Regions from separate parts of the Hordeum vulgare genome. Here region 2 is linked to region 1. A link is a contact called in public Hi-C data. All regions are on one chromosome and are shown on one strand. The core of a region is the stretch at or near the end of the contact, and the rest is flanking DNA. Distances in the headings are between cores, read along the strand shown. Region 1 holds the start of LOC123411526 (E3 ubiquitin-protein ligase RGLG5-like). Region 2 has its middle 32 kb from the start of LOC123413467.

Region 1 (5,342 bases), core at 1,454-3,953:
TGTGATCATATTATATATGATATATATTTGAGTCTTTGCTGATTTCTTATATGCATGATTTGATATCCTTGTAAGTCTCTCCGAGTCTTGGATTTTGTTTGGCCAACTAGATCTATGATTCTTGCAATGGGAGAAGTGATTGGTTTTGGGTTCTTACCGTGTGGTGACCTTTCCCAGTGACAGTAGGGGCAGCAAGGCACACATTGTGTAGTTGCCATCAAGGGTAACAAGGTGGGCTCCGTCGTAGATATGAGATTGTCCATCTACATCATGTTATCTTGCTTAAGGCGTTACTCTGTTCTTTTGGACTTAATACACTAGATGCATGCTGGATAGCGATCGATGTGTGGAGTAATAGTAGTAGATGCAGAAAGTATCGGTCTACTTGTTTTGGACGTGATGCCTATAGATATCGCCACAACTTTGCGCGGTTCTATCAATTGCTCGATAGTAATTTGTTCACCCACCGTCTACTTGCTTTCATGAGAGAAGCCACTAGTAAACACTACGGCCCCCGGGTCTATTCACATCTATCGTTTCCACTTTTGTTTTTTACTTTGCTTTGTTACTTTGCTGCTTTCAGTTCTCACTTGGCGAACAATCCATAAGGGATTGACAACCCCTTCATAGCGTCGGGAGCAAGCTTTTTGTGTTTGTGCAGGCACTTGTGATACTCCTTCACTGGATCGATACCTTAGTTCTCAAACTGAGGGAAATACTTACCACCGTGGTGCTACATCACCCTTTCCGCTTCGAGGGAACACCAACGCAAGGCTCCAAGGCCACGGGGGAAATACTTTGCATATTTGCCTAGGAAGTCCCTTAAGGCGTAGCCGTAGCAGAAGGATTCCCGGTGCCGTTGCTGAGGAGTATCATGCAACACTCCTATTTCTGGCGCCGTTGGAAGGTCTTTTGTTGCAGTAGTAGGCCCCGAGGGACCGACAGCGAGTATGCGTGCACGACACCCGTCCAGGGGTTGTAGCCACCGGCCCAGGGCGCGGTGGACTGCTGCTGTTGATGTTGCCGACGAGGGGCGCCACCCGCTTGCTACTGCTCCTGCTTACGACCGCCGCGGCCGCCGCGACGGAGCCTGTCGGTGGGCGCGGGAGGTGGCGGGGGCGCACTGTAGGCCACCTACGGCAGGGACAACAACGACGGTTGCTGCAAGGGTGCGGGGCCCCGCTGTTGTTGGGAAGCAGCCGACGATGGAGGAGGGCCACCGTGGGTGGTGCTGACGGCGAGAGCGACGTGCATGGCCCGACTCTTCACCTTCTTCATCCAGCGTTCCTCCAGCCGAAGATAGGCCACGAACTTGGCGAAGGAGGGAGAGGTTGGTCGCGGCGTTGCCGAAGTCCTCGTTGAGGCCGGCGATGAGCGTGGTGAAGGGTATCGTCATTAGTTTCCGCACCAATGTCGCGGAGCTCGTCTGCAAGAGTCTTGAGTGGGAGACAGTAGTCGTCGACGGAGGAGTTGTCCTGGTGGCACCCAAAAAACTCTTGTTGTAGAAAAACGCGACACTGAAGGCGATTGTCGGTGAAGAGCCCGTTCAGCTTGGTCCAGACGACGCATGCATCGTCACCGTCGTGCACGACCGTATGAAAGAGGTTGGGCGAGATGGTGAGGAGGAACCAGTGGATGAGCGTGGCGTCGATGGCGGACCACTCATGATGGTCGGGCATGAGGCTGGAGTCGACGGAGCCATCCACGTGGTCGGGGAGGTTGTACTCCCGAAACACAAGGGAGAAGTAGGTCTTCCAAGCATAGTAGGAGGAGTTGGTCTAGGCAAGACGGATAGGAACCCGCTCGTGGATGTTGAGGTTGCGGATGTCGGCGGCGTCGGGTTGGAGCCGGTCGTGTACGGCATGAGGTGGGCGGCGGCGGCGCGGGAGAGGCACGACGGCAGCGGTAGAGGAGGTGGTGGCGGCGACGGCATCTCCGCCGCCGGGCGGAAGCTAGGGTTGGAACCTAAAAACCGATACCATATATGATGATGAAATTACACAATGTATTGATCAGGTACAACTGCACGTATATATGTTATACAAGATGGGCCACAAGATAAAACTAGAAAATGACTAAATAGACAATATATATACACATAACATATACTCAACAGTTTCAAACGCTACGTGTCAATGACGCGAACAAGTGTGGTTTTTATCCAAATTCTTGCTTCGGGTCAACTCCCGACAGACACACAGTGTGCCAAGGACAAACCCACGACGTGTAGTTTTTGCCAGATACACACCATCGCCATCGGCCTACGTCGCCCCGCGATACACAAGCCCCCAAAATGCGGCACATAACATAATGCAATCCACGTGTCCCGTGTGACCGTCCCATCCATTGAGCCGGTGAGCGCCGCCTGATCTCCTTCGTGACGAGGACCAGGCTAACCACGCAGCCGCACCGCACGGCCTCACCCTCACTGCAGCCTAACTGCCAGCCCGAAAACCGGGACCGCGACCCGCCAACCACCGGGCCACCCAACAACGCCGCAGCCCACCCTCCTCCGTGGCGCGCGCGCGCAGCAGCAGCAGAGAAAAGATGCTCGCACGCTCCATCCCTCCCTGGACCTTTTCGCCGCCAGTGGACAGGATAACCATCCAAGCCGGTAGGGTAACTCCAGCGCACTACGGCTCTCAAACTAACCTTTTTGTTTTTCCCCCTGGGGTTGGTTGGTGCCCGCCGATGACCGAGACAAGTGCGGCACCAACACCAAGCTCGACGACTAATCCGCCCGAGCTCTCCCCATCCATCCATCCATCCATTGAATACCACTCCTACTCCTAGTTCCGAAGCTTCGGATATCGTTTTCAGATAGAGAGCGCCAACTGCATTGCCTCCGTGGCCGGCGATTGACTTGACCCGCGCCACCGCTCCGCTGCCCCCAGATCATAGTTTATCCCGTCGTGCCGGGCGTACAAATCTTGGTCTCGGCTGACTCGGCCTATCCCCTTCTTCACCCCCTCCACTCTACCGACCCTCTTCCCTCCCGGAGCAGTGGCCCGCGACCTTGGACGACGCCGAGCGCAGGCCAGCAGGGTAAGCACGCACCTCCCCGCGCAGATTGCTGGTTGATCTCTTTATCATTCGCGGGTGCTGTTGGGCGCGCGCGAGAATTCCGGGTGTTCGTTTCCCGGGGTCGCTCGATTCTGGCTCCGCCGGCAAGTTGGTACAATCCCGTATCTCCCCGCTCCGGCTCGCCGCCGTCTTGTTTCTTTCTTGGCGAGGGTGCGCGATTCTCCGTGAGAGCGCGAGGTGTTTGGATCTGATCGTCTGAGGCAGTTCGTTAGTAGTAGTAATTGGCGTTTTTTTAGATGATTATATTTTTACAGGCCGTTGTCTGATCTCGTTCAGACATTTCGATATGCCCGATGCTTGTATGTAGTAGTAGGAAGTTAGGAACTGGGCCTTCTGCAGGTGCCAGTCTCCAGTATTGGCAATGAGGAGGAAATGTGGGGGGTATGGGGAGGCTGTGGCTGTTTTAGGGTGTGGAACTTCCCTGTTCTGGGTTACAAAGTCACCCCTCCTGGAATTAGGAACTCGTCCAAAGAGTTCACCTGTAATTGATGGGTGGATCATGTTCTGCAAAAACTCTAGGATTTCTTCATTTCTTCATTTATTGTTTATTTTTTATTTTATGTGAAAAGTACCTGCCTTGTCTCCAGCTAGTTGTGTACACAAGTAATGATATTCTCTTCTGTTCGCCAGGAAGTTCATCCGAGTGTTGAGGAATGGGGCAGAAGGACTCCAAGCCGTCGTATAACTCTGCTTACGACTATGGGAATTCATCCAACGGGTATAACTCGAGGTATGCAAACACGCCCTCCAGTTACAGCCCAAGGTATGCCTCTGCGGCGGGTAACAACGTGCAGCAGCCAGAGGCACAGGCCAGGCTGCAGAGGAAGTATTCCAGGATCGGCGACGACTACCGTTCCGTCAGTCAAGTATGTATGATGGCCTTTTGTGCCTTCGGTTCTCTTATTTACTTTTGATGCATGGTTTTCAACTTGATGTGGCTGAATGGTACCGTTCATCTTATTTCGTTGTCTCAGGTGAATTTTGGAATATAAACTATCTTTAGTAGAATTAGTTCTATGTATATGGGTATTTCAAGAAGGATACACAGTTTTTGTTTGTATGCAGGATCCTAATCCAAGGTTTGGTGATGATAAAATAAAATTTCCTGCAGTTGGATTTTACTTCTGCAAAGAAACTGACATCTTCTATAAGATGTCATTGCTATTTACTTTCCAGTGCATTTTCAGTAAAGACCTTGATATCTGCAATCAGGCTTGTGGACTATTAAGCCGAGAACTATAACAATCAAACATCTAAAATTGGGCAGTCCCATTAATTCATGGCTTTGCTACTTCACCTGCACAAAAGATATAAATAACTAACATGTGGATATGGTGCTGCTGTACTATACTGTTATGTTATGACATCGTATTGAGTTTTTTCAACTTAAATGAATTTGGCTTGTACTGTATCAGTTTATGCATTCTCCTCAACTCCTACAGTGCAGATGACATTTACAATAGTCTTCCACATACTCTCCCTTTCGATTGTTGTATTGTGAACTTAAAACTGAAAACAATACCGTTTACACTGTTACAGGTGACTGAAGCTTTAGCACAAGCAGGCCTTGAATCTTCAAATCTTATTGTAGGCATTGATTTTACAAAAAGTAATGAATGGACAGGTTAGCAGCTGATCTTTCTACCTTTTGACTATAGGTGCATATTCTTTGTTGTTAATGCTTGCTTTGGGGCCCACTGGTGCCTATTATTTATTACTGTAGTAGGTACTGCCTAGTAGAATACTACTAGTTAGTTGCCCATATGGTTTATAGTTTATTGCTATTGAAGAAAACCATTTGGTCTGTGATGTCAATGGCATGCCAACTTCTCTATTATAAAACTTTTGTCAGGCGAAGCGACATTATGCAGAGGAAATTCTTTAGATGAAAGGCTAGCAATGACAGCATTTCTGCGTTTGTATTGTAGAAAGAATGCACCCCCTTGTTGCTTCTTATATTGATAACATATTATAGTATTTTCTGTTAACTTGCCATGCTTTTCCATTTAGGTAAAATTTCCTATAACCGCCGCTGTCTACATGACATTGGTAACACTCCAAACCCATATGAGCAAGCCATATCTATTATTGGAAGGACACTTTCAGTTTTTGATGAAGACAATTTGATTCCCTGCTTTGGATTTGGTGATGGTAAGCTTAAGGTTCCAATTTTCTTTTTCATCGACCGCTTCATGGGTTTTCAATAAAATGTCTAAATGAATGTATTGAATATAATGTTTCCCATTACTGCTTGCAGC
Region 2 (5,342 bases), core at 1,578-4,077, 120 kb before region 1:
TTGGTGATACCCATCAACAATGTAAGAGAGATTATGTTCGTGTAGTATTTATTTTATCCACAAAAAATATTTTTTAGTTTGTCTAGTCGTCCTTTTTACGGCGTGTTTAAATTATACGGTGTTCATAACGTATTTATTTATTTTATGTGATGCTTGAGAATTTTTAATTTGTATGGGTCTTTTTTTCAATTAGACATGCACATGGTTTTTGTTTACATGGTGCATAAAGATATTTTTTATGTGTCTTTTTTCCCTTTTGCCAGGAGGGTGTACGTATTTTTTGTGACCATGACACGTGTCATTTTTTTAAGATCTTAGACGTGGGAATTAAGGACTCTACTATGGGCGTGGGAGTTTTTTTAATTGGTGGACGTGGGAGTTTAATCCCTCGGTGTTTTTTCAGATGCTATAGGACGTGGGACATGAGGACTACCGTGGACTTGTGGGAGTCTGATCCCTATAGTACATGGGTGCATTTTTACATGTTTGTTTATTCTTTTACTAGCAAAATGGCCCGTTCGTTGTCACGGAAGAAAAAAAAACATAATGTCCAATGATGGTGATCACATTATGTTCACATATCATCGCTTGATTTAGAAATTTTGTATACAAATGTAAGAAAATGTTTCTTCTTTTAAATTTATTCACAAGTTGAAGCAATCTTTACATTTTCAAAAAATATATATCATGGTTGTCAAAAATCTTCGTAACTCAAAGATTTATTCTGAATTTCAAGTTTTTTTCTTAGAAAACATACAATAATAATCCGATCCATCCAACAGTTAATTCTTCAAATTCACACATGTATATTGTCACAAAGACTTAGAAACATTAATGTTTAACTACATACATTAGATCTTTCGTGAACAATTTTACAAATATGGGAACAATTTTAAAATTGACAACATTTTTAACAATTTACAAACATTTAGTAAAAATCGTGAATATTTTTTATATTTTGAACGGGTTTAAATATTTTCTTTCGAATTGGCGACCAATTCAAGAAAAGACGAACATAATTTTTGATGTTGAAGGATTTTATTTTAAATTCACAAACATTTTTTGAAACGCATGAAGTTTTTCTGAATAAACAAACATTTTTATAAATCAGTAATATATTTATTAAATTCATGGACATTGTTTTGGAATTTGCAAAAAAAATATAAAAACCCGGCGCTTTTTTTGAACCCTATTTTTAATTCAAAATAAAAATTCGTCAGCATTTTAATTCAAAATTCCTATTTTTTAATATGCAAAAGTTTTGGTAATTCTAAATTATTTAAATTATAAATAAAAAAATGGAACGGAAAAATTGAAATAAAAAAAAGAAACTATCAAAACAGGCATTAGCTATTTTTAAAATTTTAGGTCATTTTTTAAATGCATTAACATATTTTGAATTAGAAATCATTTTGTTAAATGCTTTTAATAATTTTTAATACATGGAATTGTATTTGAGATCATGGACTTTTCTTATTGTACAAACATTTTTCTACAATTGCAAACATTTTATTGTATATGCGAGCATTTTTCACAAAACTCCGAGCAGTTTTTGAAGTCACAAACATTTTAATTTTTTAAATATGTTGATTTATAATTTTCAGTTTATTAAAATATTAAAGATTATTTGAAGTTCTGAATTATTTAAAATATAAAAATAAAACGGAACTGCAATAAATAAATAAACGGAACTAAAAGCAGGCGTATGTGCATGGGCCGGCCCATATGGTGTGCTGGAAATTCTCCCAGCATGCAGAGCGTAATATAGGAGGTTTTTACATGGGCCGGTCCAGTCCAATATTTTTCGCTTTGTGAAACATTTTTAATTACTTATCGGTGGCATGGTGGGTAATTTATGCAAACTTTAGGGGTAATTTTCAAGACGGACAACCAGAAACCGTATTTGCTTTATTATTAGGGAGAGATGTACGTGGGGCTTTCCTTTTAATTAGTTAGGCCTTTTAGTAGAGAATAGATCTTGACCATTCAATTTTAAATCTAATGGTTAAATTAATTTTGATGATATGGATTAACGTGAAGACTCGAATGGTGCATTCAATTAGTAAATACTCCCTCTGTCCCAAAATAACCGTCTCAACTTTGTACTAGCTCTAGTACAAATTTGTACTAAGCTTAAGACACTTATTTTGGGACGGAGGGAGTAGAAGATAGAAGATAGAAGATGCTTGTTGTTGTGAAAACTAATGCAGTTCTCTTCAACAATAAGTATTTAGATATAGAGGGAGTATCCCATCGCTTAGCTCAGATTGGACATCATTACATGCGCACGCCTGTTTGGCTTAAATCTGAACCTAGTGAGATTGATTTGCTTCACCATCATGATTGTAATCCTCGGGTTTAAGCAATAGAAATCTCGTTTTCCTGAAGAAAAAATAATCTTTTGTTCCCCAGGTACAATTCACGAGCATGGTTAGGTTAGAGAGACCATCGCCTTCCGGTTTACACTTTGATACATTTGTCAAACCGAAATGCAAACGCGTGTACTTTGGCAGATCGACAGTCATCTCTGCACGTCTCCCTCGTGAGGCAATCCAACATGTCATGTATTGTAACCCACATCTCACGGTCACATAGGTCCCACGTGAGTGTCCGAGCAGTGCACGCCAGCCGCCGAAGTTTTCCCCAGATCAGATTAACCACGCAAAACCTTATAATCTACGAGTACTATTAGTAGACTTCAGATACTGCCCAGCTGTAAAACCGGGACTACGATCTGCCAACAACCAGAAGAGCATCATGTAGCTCTTCCACCGTGCACTTGCTCAGACTCTCGACTTTCTTCTAAGTGGATAATGATCATCCACTACTACTCGTAAGCCATAGCATTACTCATGTGGATGAAAGAGACAAGTGTCGTGTCCACTGATCCATCTGTAGCTCGGTTCCTTCGGATGTCATTTTCCGCGAGAGAGACGGTGCATGAGTTTAGAGGAGCACACAGGAAACATTTGCCCCCGGCCCAGCAGTTGACTTAGACTTCAGCACCATTTGGTCCTCTTTATCTATTTTTCTTTGAAGCTGTTCCCGGTTACTATTATTTTTTATGATGGTTCTTTCAGGTAAAATACTCGCTCTGTCCAATAATATAAAATGTTATTACAATCAATGATGCAATATCTGTTATTGATTACAATCAATAAAATGTTATTACAATCAATGAAGCCAGCTTTGCACGGGTAGGTTGGCTTACGTAATCATATTATTGAAACACACGTAAGGGTGAACCTCAAAGATAGTAAATCAGGGGGGGCGATGTCGTGCGACTCTCGTTGGTGCGTGTCGTGCTGACTCACATTGGTGCGTGTCGTACGCGGCAGACCTCATCGCCGCTCGACAGGTTCGGTTCGACGACGGCATCCTGTGGCTCCGGCGGGATGCTTTCAGGATCGTACTCCTCGACGCGAGAGGGGGGAGGATGGTGGATGCCCAATTCTTATGGCGGAAGAGGAGATATTGTAACGTTCCCCTGTCACTTTGCTAGGGTTCGGGACAGGATTCCGATCATCGAAGATTCCCCTGTCGGCAAAGACAAGTCCAATGACGACGGCCCAGTGCACTGAATGAAGCAGTTCATGATGAATCTTGCAGTTGTGCCCAGTGCACTGGATCCAATGACCCAGTTTTGTGACCACACTTGGTCTAGCCAAGTAACCAAGGTTTCAGAAAAGGACAAGACACATAAAGAGCCGCTTCAATTCCATCCACGATTATATCATGGAGGAATACATAAACATTTGCAAAGTACATACATGTCTGAATGTTGTAGATCCGTTGACTAGACTTCTTCCATGAGGAAAACATGATCAGCACCAGAACTCTATGGGTGTTAAATTCATTACCATGTAATACTAGATTATTTACTCTAGTGCAAGTGGGAGACAGTTGGAAATATGCCCTAGGCGCAATAATAAAGTAGTTATTTTCATATTTCCCTGTTCATGATAATTGTTTATTATCCATGATATAGTTGTATTGATTGGAAACTCATATACATGTGTGTGTACATAGACAAAAAAGTGTCCCTAATATGCCTCTACTGGACTAGCTCGTTGATCAAAGATGGCTAACGTTTCCTAGCCATAGACATGAGTTGTCATTTGATAACGGGATCACATTATTAGGAGAATGATGTGATGGACAAGACCCAAATCTTAAGCATAGCGTTTGATTGTATACCGTTTGCTGCTATTGCTTTCTGCATGTCAATGCATCTTCCTATGACCATGAAATCATTCAACTCACTTACACTAGAGGAATGTCTTATGTGTATCAAACATCACAATGTAACTAGGTGACTATGAAGATGCTCTACACGTATGTCCGAGTGTGTCTATGGAGTTGGTATGGATCAAGATTGGGATTTTTCTTACGCCCACTCGGTAATACAACATCACGTAAGCTTGCAAGCAATGTGACTAAGGAGTTAGTCATGGGATCTTGTGTTACGAAACGAGTAAAGAGACTTGCCGGTAACAAGATTGAACTAGGTATGAAGATACCAATGATCAAATCTCGGGCAAGTAACATACCGATGGAAAAAGGGAACACCATACGGGATTAGCTGAATCCTTGACACCGTTGGTTCGCCGGATATAGATCTTGGTAGAATGTGTGGAAACCAATATGGGCATCCAGGTCCCGCTATTTGTTATTCATCATAGAGGTGTCTCGGTCATGTATGCATAGTTCTCAAACCCGATCTACACACTTAACGATATAGTTGAGTTATTGTATTGGTAACTCTAGGTTGTTTGGAGTCTCGGGTAAGAACTCATACATGACGAGGAGCTTCAGAATGGTCCGGAGGTAAATATTTCTATATAGGGAGTGCCAAAAGGGTTCCGGGGTCCACCGAAAGGGGCCCACCACCCTCTATGGGGCCCCATGGGCTGAGTAGGATGCGCACTAGCCCCTGGTGGGCTGGCGTCCCTCCCCATCTAGGCCCATGCGGCTGGGCTGGTGGAGGGCAAGCCGATAGGGTGACGCCACCCTAGCTTGGGTGGCAAGACACCTCTTGGCCACTGCCCACACCCTAGGGGAAACCCTAGGATGACCCTCCTCCACCCCTCCTCCTATATATATGAGAGAATTTGGACACACCCCTTGCACAAGTCCTTAGCGGTGCCCTTCCTCTCTCTCTCGTAGTACTTCTCCATCGTGATCACGGCAACGCTTGGCGAAGCCGTGCCGAGATCACACCACCACCACCGCCACCACACCATTGTGTTGTCGGAGAACTCAGCTGCTACTTCATCCATGCTTGCTAGATCGAGGTGCTGAAGGCATCATCAAGTTGTACGTGCGCGGAACACAGAGGTGCC

Evidence for each region. A called contact is a pair of places that touch in the nucleus more often than the background predicts.
Region 2: a Hi-C map of seedling shows a contact between it and region 1, with 5 times the contacts expected there. The contact joins the enhancer-like site here to the promoter of LOC123411526 in region 1. A contact is called at or near these places in 4 of 6 Hi-C or Micro-C datasets (leaf and seedling) and 1 of 1 datasets of contacts at active chromatin or transcription factors (embryo).

The regions. Positions count from the first base shown.
Region 1 is chr7H:532,144,267-532,149,608 of MorexV3_pseudomolecules_assembly, reverse strand. LOC123411526 (E3 ubiquitin-protein ligase RGLG5-like) reads left to right here and starts at 2,703. Exons shown (of 12, transcript XM_045104492.1): 1 at 2,703-3,045; 2 at 3,715-3,950; 3 at 4,624-4,708; 4 at 5,095-5,235; 5 at 5,342. The coding sequence starts at 3,738.
Region 2 is chr7H:532,266,381-532,271,722 of MorexV3_pseudomolecules_assembly, reverse strand. No RefSeq gene overlaps it. Among protein-coding and RNA genes, the nearest start is that of LOC123413467, 32 kb to the left of the region's middle. Within about 2 kb of position 2,827, at least 3 of the 3 cell types and tissues checked have open chromatin away from gene starts, as enhancers often do. A contact at or near this core is called in leaf and seedling, where this site is marked.